Regions from separate parts of the Astyanax mexicanus genome. Here region 2 is linked to region 1. Evidence: chromatin contacts called from public Hi-C data. All regions are on one chromosome and are shown on one strand. The core of a region is the stretch at or near the end of the contact, and the rest is flanking DNA. Distances in the headings are between cores, read along the strand shown. Region 1 overlaps LOC103046181 (diacylglycerol kinase beta). Region 2 holds the start of etv5a (ETS variant transcription factor 5a).

The links. Hi-C and Micro-C count contacts between places; a contact is called where the count stands out from the background.
Region 2: a contact with region 1 is called in a Hi-C map of muscle, with 4 times the contacts expected there. The contact joins the promoter of etv5a here to the enhancer-like site in region 1. A contact is called at or near these places in 2 of 3 Hi-C or Micro-C datasets (both in muscle).

What each region holds. Positions count from the first base shown.
Region 1 is chr11:29,099,736-29,104,639 of AstMex3_surface, forward strand. The region is part of intron 21 of LOC103046181 (diacylglycerol kinase beta); the gene reads left to right. Among protein-coding and RNA genes, the nearest start is that of etv5a, 66 kb to the right of the region's middle. Within about 2 kb of position 3,011, the one cell type or tissue checked has an H3K27ac peak away from gene starts, as active enhancers do.
Region 2 is chr11:29,165,381-29,170,284 of AstMex3_surface, forward strand. etv5a (ETS variant transcription factor 5a) reads left to right here and starts at 2,991. Exons shown (of 13, transcript XM_022680382.2): 1 at 2,991-3,156.

The DNA.
Region 1 (4,904 bases), core at 1,761-4,260:
ATATTACACATTACTGTTAAAATGTCTTCTAACTGTTGTCTGTCTCACTGTCTCACAGTGCATGTATAAATATTCATGAGCAAGAGCCGAAATCCTATCCTATTTTTGTGCATTTTTGAGCTAAACGCTCCAAGCTATTCAGGAGGTTTTTGTCTTTAGGAGTATTTTGGTTTCTCCCCATTCAAGGAGATCACATGCTGGTTTTGAATGACCTTAGATAAGCTTCTGGTGGTGTTGCGATCATGACCACAGAGAAAGTGCAGTAAACACACACATACACACACTAGTGAGCACACATGCCTAGAGCAGTAAGCAGCCATTGCTGTGGGGCCTCATAAAGCACCTACTCTCTATACTAATATTAACCTTATGCTCTAATAATTGGGCCACTACTGCCCCGCAATTTACTCACAATAGTTCATTAATTAAACCTTTTCTGTTATTTATCAAAACAATTGTTTAGTGTTTCTATTTTGGGACACAACTGGCCCAACTGCATCCTGCTGTGACCTGATGTTCCAACATCCATTTATTGCCAGCTTTTATTCTAGTATGTGGGCCAAATAAATTGATCTTTTGTTTTTTTCTACCTGTATTCTCTACCTTTAGATATAGCTTAACATCCATTTAATTAGGAACACATCATTAATATGAGACTGATTTAGTGTTGTTTTGTGAACTCACTTTACTTTTACTGCTAGTGGAAACAGAGGCTCCTGACTCCAAGTAAACAAGCCCACTTTGTAAGGGAGGGCTGTGCTTGGCACACATGTGAATCGGATTTCCGAGACATTTCTATGCAGACTTAACACGCCATGGTGATCCTGCTGGAAAGTGTTCGCCGCTTGATCCAGTTCCTCCTTCCCCCTGGAAAGAATGTGTCTCGGGGAATTAGAGAGAGCAAACACACAGCGTCAGCAGCCATTAAACACACCCCCCCCATTACACTAGCCCAGCACGGGCCTGATCCTCCAGACCAGGCAGATGAAATCTAACCTTCCTCTTCAGCCATCAACAAGCTATCAGTGGCCCTGTCCTGCCCTCCCTGGAGTGGCACTGGGAGAAGAAGGCTTCTGGCATCGTGTTCTCAGCGGCTTGGTATCACTTCGCCTCACATCTCCAGTGTCACACTCACTCTTTCCCCTCATTTATCGGATTTCAGATGAGTTCTGTCGTAGCTGTTGTTTTGTCAAAGAGTGCTCAGGCAATCAGGCAGCCAGGAGTGCTCTGATTATATGGTATTGCTAGGATTGTTTTGATGGTATTGCTAGGAGTGCATAAGAATGATATTGATTTTTAATAAATAGTTTTGTGGCAGACAGTGGATCATTTAGTGTTGGATTTAAAATAAAAAAGGAGCTTATCTAATTAGAAATTCCCATTTATGCAGTCTTAAAAATTAGGCGTGTAAGAAAATACTGGTACGCTGGTGTATCACAATATTATATTTTTTATACTGTATTGTTTTTCAAAAATACAATATCAGTTTTTAATGTTTTGCAAGTGAAGTGAATGGCAGTGTTTTAAACAGTCTTTAGATTGCAAAGTATAATTTTATTTTACTCAGATATTATGTATATGATGACCAGTGTTGTGCACATGTTCATAGTTTTGTGAATGCTGAACTGAACTACACAATTTACATATAAAAAGAGCCTTCCCAATTTCTATGTCAGAAAATGACTGCAAACCTATAAAACGAATGACTGCATTAGTATATTACAGTATATTACAGTAAAACTAGAGGGATCCTATCAAGGGAGTCCAAAATGAATGGAAGAGAATGGAGCTAAACTGCTAAAAACATTAAACCACATAAAAAATCTAAATAGTAAAATATACATGCCTAACTTGTCTATATATTTCAGTTTTTCTACAGTAAACAGGTTTTTGGCGGTAGAGGTGCTAGCATTACTGCTACTGTGTACTGACTGGTTGGTAAGCCAATGCTGGACTTATATTTAGAGCATGTTTAAAATGTTTGGAGTTTACCTTTAAAAATGGTCTGTGGTACTGAAACATTTAATATTGCTCTGTGTTGAGGAAATTAATTCAAGATTCAGTATAAAAATCAGCTTGATATTTATGATATTTATTTCTTTTGGGAGTAGCAGTGATAAAAAGGGGTTCTATTGAAAAAGAATAGCAGCCTATTTATTAAGGGAGAAACACAAGTATTTCATTTTTGGAACTCAGATCTCAGATCCATATGGCCCATTTTCTGCATTTAACACACCACCCTCAAGAACTGACTGTTCACTGTTTGTCTGAAATATCCACCCCTTGACAGATGCCACTGTGTGTGAAGATTAGTATTTTTTACATCACCTGTAATGGGGTTTAATGTTATGGCTTATCAGTGTACACATATATACACACACAGAGACACTGCTGCATGATAAATACCGATAAAATATGCAGTTCTACATGCAGTCTCTGTAATCTATATTGGACACACTGCATTATGAATTATAATGTGATTTTTTTTTATTTAAAAAAAAGGTGGCTTTTATCAATATCAGTATTGTCCAAAACAAAATGCTGGTTTTGAATTATTGTATCAACCCAGACATTCCACTTTAGTACATCCCTAATTGTTGCTGGAAAGAGCTAAGGGAATAGCCACAACCATCAGGGAAAAAACAAGCAGTCTAATAAGAATGCTTACTCTAGAGTCTTTGTGTGTGTGTTTGGGTGTGTGTGTGTGTGTGTTTGGGAGTGGGTGGGGGTATAGTACTGGCACAGGCTGAAGGTCAGGGGAAGTATCAGTGACAGGAAGTGCTTGGCTGCCAGGTTCGGACCAGGTTACCACCATAATGAATGGCCGTGCTGACTGACACCTGGCCAATCTTAAAGAAAGAAGGAAGACAGAGCCTCTCCATCTTTTCTCTCCTCAAACAAACATGCAAACCCGACTTCACACACACACTCACACACACTCTCACCGATGCACACTAACACAGACCTGCACGCGCATGCTAGCAGGCTGTTGACGGGTCCCATATGCACCTGCTCCCCGCAGTGCTGACAGAGCCACAGATGGACACTGACACAGTGGAGCCCTACAATAACCCTGTTTAGCTGCGCCAATCACGGTGACCTGAATATCACCTCATTTAATACCCTTCAACCCCTTACCCTTTCAGTAGATTCTCTCTGAGGCATATAAAAAAAAACAAATGCAACTCAAAATATGGAAAAAGTTGGGACAGTTTGGAAACTGCAAAAAAAAGGAGAAACTGCCGTTTTTTTTATTTACTTTGATTTTAAAATGTATTTTTATTTTAGATGTATTTTTATTTAGTTGCAGGTTATTTCATGTTTAGTTTTTTATGTTTTGTCTGGGAAACTTAGGCTTGCAACACTTTCCAAAAAAGTTGTGATGTTAATTAACAGGCCAGGATTTTTGTCAATGGTCTGCTTGACATTATACCAATAAAAACCTGTAATTGTAATAGAAAATATATATAAAAAAATCAAGTAAATGTGCTTATGTCAAAATATAATGAATAAAATCATAAAATTGTCTCTTTTCAATACTTAAAATTAATATTTTTTCTGAATACAAATCAAACAGTTCATGGTCTCCAAACCTTTAGTTTCGTTATGTGTGACTACTTTTTACATCTGTTTTCAAAGTTGCATAATGTGGGTTTGATTTCTGTTACTGATCTGAAATTAGAGAGAGTAGAGAGAAATCAGGCAGCTTCTCCAAGTGTCCTGTAAAAGTGTCCTGTTTTTTTAAGGGGACAAGGCATTTTAAGGGGTTAAAGCATTTACCATTTTGTAATGTTGCCACTTAATAACCAAGAAACCAAGAAAATATTTTGGATTTGTTTTGATAACAATCTGAAAGGTTTCATTTGGGTCTGAAGCTCACAGGGCCCATTTCTTCCTAAACAAAGATCTGATCACAATACACATTTCCACTGTGTGATAGCCCATCCTTTGGTGCATCAGAGCCAAGAGAAGTTAATAAGTATTGTAGTGCTAATTGATAAAGTTTTGACCAAGTAATCCCCTGCCTATGTGGATCTATTAAATTTAGTAGAATAAAGGTTCTTGATGCAGTGGGATTGGCTTAGGCTTGTGTCCTTACCCTTTACACACTGAAATTTGTTCATTTTTCTTATAATGTTAAATAAAAGATAAATTTCTTTTATATGATTTGCATTTCCCATACTGTCCCAACTGTTTCTGGTGCCTAATAGGGTTTTAGAGTGATGCCAGAGATAAACAACTTTTGTGAACATCTTTAAAGGTTTTAGAGCCTTCACATAATGTTCATGGTGTAAAATTGACTTTGGGTGTAGTAAAATATACTGGGCAAATTGGGCAAATTTTATTCTATTTGCCCAAACATGCTTTAGAATAGATGATATGGGGCATATTTTACCCCTGCAGATAAATCACTTTTTTTACACCGTTATCCAGGCTTAAAGTAGCTCCACACCCTTATAGGTTAAATCCGGAAATATTATTTTTTATTATTATTTTTTATTTATTTTTTTTATAATTTTATTTCTAATTTTTCCCATTTTTTCTCCCCAATTTACACGGCAATTACCCAACCCACTCATTAGGACTCCCCCTATCACTAGTGATGCCCCAACACACCAGGAGGGTGAAGACTAACACATGCTTCCTCCGATACATGTGAAGTCAGCCACCGCTTCTTTTCGAGCTGCTGCTGATGCAGCATTACCAAGCAGCCAGCGCGCTTGGAGGAAAGCACAGCGGCTCGGCTCCGGTACATCAGCTCACAGACGCCCTGTGCTGCAGACATCACCCTAGGAGTGATGTGGGGAGAGAGCGCCATCTACCCACCCAGAGGGAGCAGGGCCAATTTTGCTCCCTCTAACGCCGGCAGCTTGATGGCAAAGCTGGATGAGCAGGGGTTCTAA
Region 2 (4,904 bases), core at 1,741-4,240, 66 kb after region 1:
TCTGACATATTTTACCCCAGGGTTTCCAGAGATGTCATTCGGCTATGATTTTTATCACCTTTCATTTCGGTGTGTGGGTTATTGGCATATTGCAGCAGGAGACGCAAGCCTCTAATGGGGGTTTTGGGCTTTGTAGCTTATTTGCACTGAAACTCTTTCTGCTGTTTGATCAGGCTCGTCTCTCACTGCACCTGTTCTAGTGCTGAAGTTCTACACAAAGCCTGAGCAGGAAATATATTCAGATCTTTCAAAGCTGCCACACTAACCTGTCCTCTGTGCTACAAAGGAGTCTGCTATGGTAAAGGACGCAGAAAAAGATTCTTCCTGTGTGGCTCAGTGGTCTTTCACTGACCCCTCTGAATTGTGTCCGCGGGAGATGTGCCGCAGTGCCACTGTAGTATGTGTCACCTCTTCGGATTTATTTAAGGAAAGAATTCGAATGGAAACACAATATGCTCTTGCCCGCCCCCTCTCACCTCCCACTACATCCGCAAAGACTCACTGAAGTGTACTATAAAAAGGAGACCTCCACAGTAATTGTAATTGACAGGCCATTCTTCAGGGGCATCAGAGAGCCACAAAGACACCAGTAACTGTATACCTATCTCCTTTCAACTATCATTGTCCTGCCCAAATAATATAAGCTCACCTCAAAAGCTTGCTGGATTTTGCTGATTATTCTCATCCTGCTGGATGAAGGTTTCCTCTCATTCTCGTTCAGAGAAGTTGCCTTGTTAAATTTAGTCCATACGGGACGTCTGGAAGAATTACACGGGCTCCCTTTACTTAATCCCTGATCTTGCGTATCAAATTTCTTCAAACACCACTAGAGCGTAGATCGCACCCTGTTTAGAAGGACGGTAGCTAAATGAGGCCAAACTTGAGCTTGAGGACAAATAATGTTAATATGAAATAATAATAGTACTTAAAAGTACTACAGCTGTTGTGTGTTTTACTATCCTCATATGCGTCATATTTCATAGGTTAATTGTTTGTATTAACCTATTTATGGCCTAACCAACACTTTAGGTTTCACTTGAAGCACTAAAAGCTTAAGGTCAAGGCCCTATTACACTCTTTATTCTGTGTTTTACCCACAATAATGCAGTGCTACAAAGTGAAATATGCAATTTTACACGTTTAAAACCCCAATCTCAGAACGACACCTCCTATTATTCTTAATAATTCTTAATAATAGAATATGCTTTGGGTCAGTGACACTGTATGTATCTAGTCACTTTGTATATTGTGCTAGAAATTCAGAGTGTGTATACATCTGTATAATCTCTTTAAAAACATCGTTAATAGAATGGTATGCCCAGTTTCGGCTATAGAAATACAAAGCCAAAGAGCTTTGGGCTATAGGGCAGTGGCATGTCTCTAGAGTAAAGGAACTCCATAGCTCCATCCGATACCTCTGCGCTGAGTTGAAGGTGGTGTTAATAACCTTGACTGAAGACTAGTGATGTTTGTATGTACATTGTATGTACTTGTATACATTGTATGTACTTGATCATTCAAGGTTATTAATAAGATATCTGTTCCAACACCTTTTCATCATCTACAAAGACTTCACTCTAGACGTTGGAACATTGCTGTGAGGATTTCAATGCAACCAGCAACAAAAAAGGAACATTAGTGAGATAATCACAATTTCAACCACTCCAGCTATGAAGCTCCTTCACTCAAGAGACATGCTACTCGTTCATAGCCCAAAGCTATAAAAGTATTTCTATAGTTTAAACTGAGCACACCACTCAATTAAGAATGTTTATTGGAGATTATTTAATTGTATAAGAAATTATGAAATTTTGACACATGTACAGAACAACTATATTCACAATCTGTTTAAAAGTAAAAAAAACTAAAAAAACAAAAGCAAAATATTCTGTGACTAAATCATGGATATAATCATGATTACATTTTTTTATGCTGGTACTAAACTCTATATTTGGGACAGTAATAATGGTGTAGTGTGGTTATATCTCCATGTATTTTTACTGTATTGCAATATTTCAGGGTAGTTTTACTGTATTATAATATCTCAGGATAGTTTTACTCTATTATAATATTACAACATGTATTAAACTAGAATATTGTGATGTGCTGAGTTACTAAGTTTAACTAAGAGTTTTATGGAGAAAATAAACGGTAGTGTAGCTCCATATTCCACCTTTAACAGCCTAAAAAGAGGAAACATGCCATCAGGTGTGTGTGTGTGTGTGTGTGAGAGAGAGAGAGAGAGAGAGAGAGAGAGAGAGAGAGAGAGAGAGAGAAAAGAATAGAGAGAGAGAAGGATCGCACAAACTTCAGCATAATTGAAAGGTGATCTACTACTAATTTCAACAGTAAGCTTTGCTGTGTTATATCACTAAAAAACTGATAATGCGTCACCAGACTCAATTTTGTCGCGTGATTAACGCGTTAATGTTGAATTTTAAATTTAAATTCCTAAAATATATATATAAATTTGACAACGAGAGCAACGTAGTCATCGTTATGTGACAAATTACATAACAATACGCCAGAACATGCTTCTCTGAGCATATCCTGTGCTTCATATTTCAAACTGAACATAATAAACAACAACCCTGTATAACTGGATTTATGCAGCACTCGGAAACTCTGAATAAAAAGCTTTGCGGCACTTTTTTGTCTATTCTATTCGTGTTTGAGTGAACCGAATCGTGACTCTCACTCACAGCACCAAGGACAACTTTACCTGCTGTGTAAAATGTCTGCCTGTGGCCCTTTAACAGCCTGTGGAGAGGGGGAGGAAAGAGACGAGCTGAACACGTATGTGAATGAAACCCAGTCATTCATAAAAATAGGACAGACTCGAGCTGTGATTGGTCGACGGGCGTCTCATGCATAATGCATGCACATCTCGAAGCCTATTGGCTGCTGGGCTGGAGTGACTGTAGCGTGTGACCAATGGCGGTCGGAGGCACTTGTCTGTGGAGCCAGAGGGAAAACCCAGGCAGTCCATTTACTAAATCCCATTCAAGTTTAGTGAGTCGAGAGAAGCGGAGCGGTTCTGTGATCAGGGCTGAGTTAGGGGCGGACGCTCTTTCTCTATCTCTCTCTCTGGTGGAATATATTATTATTCTGCACTGTTTTTCGGGAGATCCAGCGCGCGCACGGAGCATCTACAGGGTGAGACCGCGGTTTATTTTCCAGCTTTTTCCCGGTTTGATCTGAAAGTGCGTGCTGGAGGAGCTGCAGCTATAGCTAACCTCGCGCTAAGTTTATCATGGACTCCGAACTGCAAATCCAGCTATCTGACTTTAGAGGAAAGCGAACGCCATTTTATTCCAGTCTCAGCGCACTTTGGCAACCATTTTACTCCGTGAAGTTTCTCTCAGAGGGTTTTATGCGTGTTTGTTCGTGCTGGTAAAGAGAATAGTGCCGCGGGCGGTTTAGAGCCTGGTGTTGTCGGTGAGGTGGGTGTTCGTGGTTTTGTGAATGGAGGAGGCTTTCTTTCCCCCTGGCGGATCAGGTTTCACTTCATTGAGAAAAACAAGGAACAAGGGGGCGCGAGGGGGAGGGGAGGAGAGGAGAGGGGGGGGGCGTTAGTACTCTAACTAGCTAGAATAACAGTTAATATAATCACTATTAAAGTGGGGGGAAAAACAGAATATTTGATGCTTTTGACAGAGGAAAAAAACAACGTGTTTTTGTTTCAGCCAGTTTTTTGTTGACTTATTTTCTCCCTTCCAGCTCTACTGAACAGTTGGTTAGCTAGGTTAGTTATTTAACTTAGTTAGTTAACATAACAGTGATCCATTGCTGCCCATAGACCTGTTTCAGTAACTTCTTTAGGGTAGTTAGTTCAGTAGTAAACCTACATTTAACTAAGTTATGTTTGTTTTATGTCCAATTTTATCAGTCTAAGTTGTAGCCTGTATCCTTGAACTTGGCCAAGCAAATGATTTGAGGTTATAAATCTGTAGCTGGCTGAACAGTAGCTTTAATGGGGGCAGGATCACCTGCCAGCTCCACTCCATTTAATCTGGACTCTCTTTCTGTGAACTTTCTCCAAATATGCACACTGAAAAATATGCGTCACAATCTCGCTCGCTCTCTCTCGCTCGCCCCCTTCTTATGTTTTTTTTTTCGTTTCTCATTTCCTCTCTTCTTTTTCTATTTTTGTTTTTCCTTTTTTTAATCCCCTTTTCTCTTTCTCTGTGTATCTTTTTCTACTTCATAAAGTAAACGGATATTACAGATTCAACACTTGCAGTTCATCCATTTTCTTGTTATTTTAGTTATTGCCTGTGATACATTTCAGATGCTGGTTAGTATTTTCTTCCTTCATTTGAATCTGTTTTTTATTATTTTATTTCTTTTTCTCTTTCCCCCCTTTTTCCTCTTGCACTCCTTTTATTCTCACTCTTTTATTTTCTCATTGTCTCTCCTCCCTTTTCTTACTCTTCTTTTTTTCTCTTTTTAGCTTCTCTCTTTCCAATCTCCTTTTAAATTTCGTCTTTTTTTCTATTCTCCATAAAAGTAAACTGAGGTTACAGGATCAACACAATTACAGTTCCTCCATTTGTTACAATATCTATCATTCAGCTTCAGTTCATTTCAGCTGTTGTGGAGAAAACCATACACAAAGCTTTTTAGTATTTTCTACTCTCTCTCTCTTTCTCGCGCTCTCTATCTCTCTCTCTTTTCATAACACTAAATGGAGATTAAGGGATCAACACTGTTTAAGTTCATCCATTTGCACTTTGTTTTAGTCATTATACATTATCCTACTTTACTGTATTCCAGCAGCTTTAGGGAAATCATCCACTATGTTTTTAGTAGTATTTTTTGTAAATGTGCTCTAGAACACACCACACAGATTACAGACCATGGCACTTAAATGCTGTTTTTGTGTGTTTTGTGCTGTGTTTCAA